Linked DNA regions of Gossypium hirsutum: region 1 is linked to region 2. Evidence: chromatin contacts called from public Hi-C data. All regions are on one chromosome and are shown on one strand. Each heading gives the region's core, a stretch centred on a gene start, on an enhancer-like site or on the middle of the called end of the contact. The rest is flanking DNA. Distances are from core to core; before and after follow the strand shown.

Region 1 (3,066 bases), core at 334-2,833, 210 kb before region 2:
TGCAAATTATGTGGCAAATAATTCATCCAAAACTAGGTTCTAATGTAAGTATACATTTTTGATTTTCACTAATTGAAAAGCATATTATATATGTATTAGTTATTGCTAACAACTGAGGATTAATTAGTTTTGCTTGACTTGTAGGTTATTGCTATCAAACCTTCTGCACCTATAATAACAACAGCTGTGTCTTCCTGGTCGTTTCTCTTGACTACCATGGATGGCTGGAGACCTAGCCCCAAACTTTGGCAAGAGTGAGTTAACTCTCTAGTTCATATGCTGTTTATTCTTTTCATCCAGAAATTTAGTTTCTTTACAATCCCTTTGTTCATATGTAGCGTAGACAAATTATTTAAACCTCAAAAATGCGAGTCAATGAGCTTCGTTGATTTGAATTATGGTCCTACAATAATATACCAACACAAACCTGGCTAACAAGTAACTCCCATGGCCAAGAGACTGACTGCCTTGGGGAAATTATGCAGGTCCGTTACCTATTTGTCTAGTTTGCTAGATAATGATGACCGATCCATGCGGATCGCTGCTGGTGAAGTATTGTCTCTTATTTTTGAGATGGGAAGCTTAGAGAAGTTTGTAGCTGAAACTAAAGGTTACATTGATGGTTCAGCTTTAGAAGGAAATAAAACTAAAGACAGGTTCTCACATATACAAGGACTGAAGGGGAAAATTCTAAATCAAGCTCGAGACCTCTCCGTGGAAGCTGGTGGTAAAGGTTCTTCCAAGAAAGATCTTAATAACCAGAATCCAATTGAGTACATACCTAATTATATAATTTAAACATTCGAATACTTAAATTTGACTTACTGAAGTGGATATGGATAAATTGAGTTCGAATTTCATTTATTAAACCCCCAATGACTTCCTACTGTGGTTTAAACCTACAATTAGACTTGATCATGGGTCGGGTTACTCGGTCCGACCCGAAAGCTCGTTTGAAATGTAAGAGGGTTTAGGTAAAAATATAAGTCCGAAAAATGAGCTTAGATAAAAAAAAGAAGACCCGTTTAAAAAACAGGCCGGGCCGGGCCGGTCCTCGAGTAAGACATTTTGACTCGGGCCAGACCCGGCTTGGTCTGAATTCACTAAAGGACAAAAAAATTTGCTATTTTTTTAAATATTATTTTCTCTCTATTTTGCTATTATTTTACTATTATTTGTTACTATTTTGTTGTTATTGTTTGGATATTGTATAAAACTTATTTTATTGTTAATTCTGTTATTATTTTAAAGGCATTTGTTATTTTTTAATTATTTTAGAGGTATTCGTTTGTTAAGTTGCATTTGTCTTAGGGTTATTTAAGTCTACATATTTTTTAAAATTTATTTCTAATTTATTGAAAAATATTTATTTTCATATTTTTAATATTTTTGATGTATTATATATATTTAAAAATTATATAAAAAATTAATACAGATGAATTAGGTCACACTTAGGAAAAATTTTAATTTTATTTTTCGGGCGAAGTCCAAAGTAAACAGACATCAATTTTTATTTGGGCCTGGCCATGGGCTTTAGTATAGGCCTCCTATAGTCTATATAAGCTAAGGAACAACGTCGGTAGACGCTTTCCTTGGTTTCTCGATTCACTGTATACAACTACTCTTTCACCTTTTGTGAAGTTCTCAAATATTTTTTTCTTCTCAGTATCCTTTTTTTTTTTGAAATACTGTACTTAATTATAATCCTGTAAGCTGAACGATTCCCGCTGAGCAGCCGGCGAGGCAGAACGGCAGCCGGTTGCAGGTATAACTTGTGATGGACCCTTCCATAGTGAAGCTCCTTGAAGAAGAAGAGGTTTTTCTTTGTTCTGGAATTTTTTTTTTACTCTCCGCTATTTTTCTAGAATTCGTAATAAGTGAAGGTTATTTAATCTGATTTTCCAATTTCTGTCTTAAAAAACTGTTAATAGGACGAGTCTATGCATTCTGGAGCTGACGTTGAGGCTTTCCAGGCGGCGTTGAATCGAGACATTGAAGGCGATGCGTCGAATTCTCAGCAGTCTGGTTCAAATATCGGTATCATCCTTTTCTTATTTTTTTGGTTTTCGTTTTTATTTGGCTTCTAATTTTCCAGACTAAGAGACTAGATTTGGTTTTATAAATAGTACCTTTAGAGTGGAATTTAGTAATTTTTGTTTATTAAGGGTTAAAATTTCTTAATTGAGAGTATAATTAGCTTACTTTTGTGTTAATTGTTGGTTATGAATTGGTTCTCCTCGGAATTTCATCCGTGTCTACGTTTTAAAAAATACAGCAGTTCTGTCTCAAGGAAGCAATCCAGCTTCCAGTCAATCGGTTGCGCAATGGCCGGCCTCGGGGCAAGACGGAAACTCCAACTTTCAAAATCAACAAGTCCTTCAAAGTGCACAGCAACAGCAGCAGACTTTGTCTGAATCAGAGCAAAAGCAGCACGGAGCTGTTGTCACTGGAAGTCAGCAACAAGTGCAACAGCCAAATGATGTTCCAAAAGAACATAGTCGTCTACCACCACAACAAAAACAACCCCAAGAGGACCATCCACAAGGAGTGACCGAACAAATTCCTGCCCCAGTTCCTCAAACTACTGGGATTCAGAGCCAGACTACTGAAAAAAGTCCCATCTCGCGTGAACCTGAGAGAACCAATAATCAAGACAGTGAATCACAATATGCGAAATTACAGAAGCTGAGTAATCATCAGGCCAGCGGAGCAGAGCAGCCAAATAGTCCTATGAATCGAGGAAAACAAGTTCCATTTGCCGTGTTGTTGCCTGCTTTACTGCCTCAACTTGATAAAGATAGAGCCATGCAGCTTCATACTCTGTATGGTAAACTAAAGGTCGATTTTTAATATAAACCAATATGCTACGATTCTCCTGTTTATTTAGTAATGGATGAAATAGAAGGAATGGAAAATTTTTTGCCCTTATTTCTGATTTTTCTATTGGATTTATCTGATAGAAAAATGAAATTGCAAAAGACGGATTTGTTAGGCACATGAGAGATATTGTAGGAGATCAGATGCTGAGGTTGGCGGTTAACAAGTTACAAGTTCAGGTGAACACAA
Region 2 (2,925 bases), core at 424-2,923:
TACTTAATTGGTCATTCGGTTAATTAAAAATTTATAGTGATTAATTTTTACTATTTTTATAATTTAATATTTATACCTTAGTTAACTATTAATTTGACAAAATCGAGGAGCTAAACTTTAATTAACATTTATACTAACCTCGTAAAAATTAAATGATTATATTTACAAACTCTGGTATCGAAAATGAGATTTTAAAACTACCATTTTCGATATCATTGAAAATCGAATTGTTACACTCATAACTTGATGAATTAGATTATTAAACACTATAAATGTAAGTTTGTGGTTAAAATGGATGATTGAATCTATTTGAACGATATTTGTGCATTGAATAATGTGATTAAGAAGAAAGTTATCTTGAGTTGCTTCGATAATGTAATGTGACGTTATAAATTTGTATATAGTGACTGGGTCAGATGTGGGGTGTTAACAAAAATTGTGTTAACCATGATACTTTTTACTAATTGTGTAAATTAAACTTTATTTAATTTAAGAACAAAAGTTCTCATGAACATCTTAGCATATCATTATTCAAAAGCATAATGATTTATTTGGTTTATAAAAAAATTATTTTAACCCTTCATTAAAATTTTCTTCTTTTTTAGTCCTTAAACTTGTTTTTTTTTTTCAAAACACCCCAAAATGAATGGAGAAGTTAAGGTTTTTTTTAACTTTGTTGACGTTGGTTTCCATATGGTTGACACGTCAATATTTAATTAATTTTTTAAAATTTAAAAATTCAAAAAAATATAAACTATTTTTAAAAAATAAAAATCATTAAAATTATTTAAAAAGTCTAAGAATTACAAAAAATATATTTTAATATTTTAAAAAAATTAATTAGATGTTGACATATCATTTACTTGACAATCCATATATATATCACGTCAACAAAATTAAAGAATCTCAATTTTTTCATCTATTTTAAGATGATTTGATAAAAACGCAAATTAAAGAATTAAAAGAGATGAAAAATTAAATAAAAAGCTAAAATAATTTTTTTAATAAAGTTTGAGAATACCTTATTCAAAATGAACTTTTTTTTCAGCCATTGATATGATTTTATTTTAATTTTAGAAAAAGAAAGGTTTTTCCAATGGACGTGCCTGTCAACATTGACTTAATTTAATTGCTAAACGTGTTATATTTATTTAAATTTGATTAGGACTTTCCAAAAGATATATTCCAGAAAAAAAAAATCATTTGTCAAAGTTGAGCTCAAATGATGATGAGAAAAGAAAAAGACCAATCTTTATAAACAGTTATATGATGCTAAATCGAAGGGCAGCAATGGCCCCACTTTGAAAGAATCCCATATGACTTTGTGGGACGAAAGTTTGACGTTTCTTCCAGTTTCCGGTAAAAATGGTCCCACGAACGACTTTTTATGTTAGTTCTTTAATTAAAGCTGTTAAAAGTCAACTCCACTGCCTCACTGTCTCCAACCAAAATAGAATTCCCAATTTCACCTGGTCATCTCATCCAACGGTCATTCATCGCCCTTTGACTTTTAAAATTAAAATTCCCGTTGTGATGGGACCCAAGTTGGTCAAGGTGCCGACAGCAATTTTAATACGTGGAATGAAATGATTGGGTGATGAGTTCGACGGTAATATGTAACGGAAGGCATTAAGTTTGACTCTCTTCTCTTTTGAGCTTTTCTTCTTATTACTTTCATCATTTTGACATTATTATTTCAATTCATTTTCCCTCTCCTATCCTAAATATATCAAACCTTGGTTTTCTGTAAATCTATAAAACTGGTTTGATTCTTCTTCGGGTTATCAGACTTTTGGTGGGTTTGGGTTTTCTTTTTTCGTTTGATGAACAAAGATGACCGTGGAATTGAAGATGGTATACGGCGGTGATGGTGGTGGTAGTTTTGCAAGAAAAGTGGCGGAAACTGCTTTGAAAGAAGCTGCAAATTCTGGGATTCAGGGTGTTGAAGAATTGATAACGTTGATGTCTAAAAATCAAGAGCTTTTCAATCCAGATGTTTCTATTAAAACTGCTGCTCCATCAGGTTCAGCAGAGTCAGCCATGGATATCCAAGCTGTTACAGATAAGACTGTTAACTCTTTCAAAGAGGTTATTTCTTTATTGGATCGACCGAGAATCGGCCATGCTCGATTTAGACGAGCCCCTGTTCTTCACCCAAACCAAGATACAGAACAAGCTTCGAAGAAGATTCAAGAGCCAGAGACAGCGTCTTCTTCTTTTCAAGTAACCAAAGATCAAGTGTCTGCTTTTAAGCCTTTTTGTTTGACCCCAAGTTATAGGTTGCCTCCTTTGCCTCATAGTCGCCCCCAGAGTAAAAGAAGTCCTCCTTTGATAGCAAAGATTGGTGTTTTGGAAAGAAACGAATCGCCTAGTACCATAAATTTCTCATCTTCGCGTACTTTGTCTGCTGGGAATTCATTTATTTCTTCCTCAACAGGAAATACTGATAGCTTTCAGCCATCCGGTTTCCAATTTACTAGTCCTTCTCACGTCCCTTCTTCTGGCAAACCTCCATTGTTTTCCTCTTTGAAAAGGAAGTGCAATTCATTGGATGGTGCTGCTCTTAAATATGGTTCATTCTCTCGCCGTTGCCATTGCTCCAAGAAAAGGTTGGTTTCTTAGATTTTCTGGGTCATTCATACAATTTGGATCGTTTAATTGATTTTATTCTGAAAGTCTGAACCTTTTGATTGAACTTTTATTAGGAAATCAAAATTGAAGAAGGTCATTAGAGTTCCAGCTATTAGCAACAAGACGGCTGATATTCCTCCTGATGAATATTCATGGAGAAAATATGGGCAGAAACCAATCAAGGGGTCCCCTCATCCAAGGTTCGTAAAGATTATTAGCTTGGTTTTTGCCTTTCATGTGCGTCTCTTTACCAGTCAATCCACCCGTTACCTGTTTGATTAAACGCCTCAAAAG

Evidence for each region. A called contact is a pair of places that touch in the nucleus more often than the background predicts.
Region 1: a Hi-C map of leaf shows a contact between it and region 2, with 3 times the contacts expected there. The contact joins the promoter of LOC107941920 here to the promoter of LOC121202798 in region 2. A contact is called at or near these places in 4 of 34 Hi-C or Micro-C datasets (hypocotyl and leaf).

The regions. Positions count from the first base shown.
Region 1 is chrA05:29,600,943-29,604,008 of Gossypium_hirsutum_v2.1, reverse strand. It overlaps LOC107941920 (transcription initiation factor TFIID subunit 4b), which reads left to right and starts at 1,583. Exons shown (of 14, transcript XM_016875546.2): 1 at 1,583-1,816; 2 at 1,932-2,037; 3 at 2,279-2,838; 4 at 2,961-3,056. The coding sequence starts at 1,778. It also overlaps the pseudogene LOC107941917.
Region 2 is chrA05:29,395,395-29,398,319 of Gossypium_hirsutum_v2.1, reverse strand. It overlaps LOC121202798 (probable WRKY transcription factor 7), which reads left to right and starts at 1,673. Exons shown (of 3, transcript XM_041112137.1): 1 at 1,673-2,609; 2 at 2,706-2,831. The coding sequence starts at 1,834.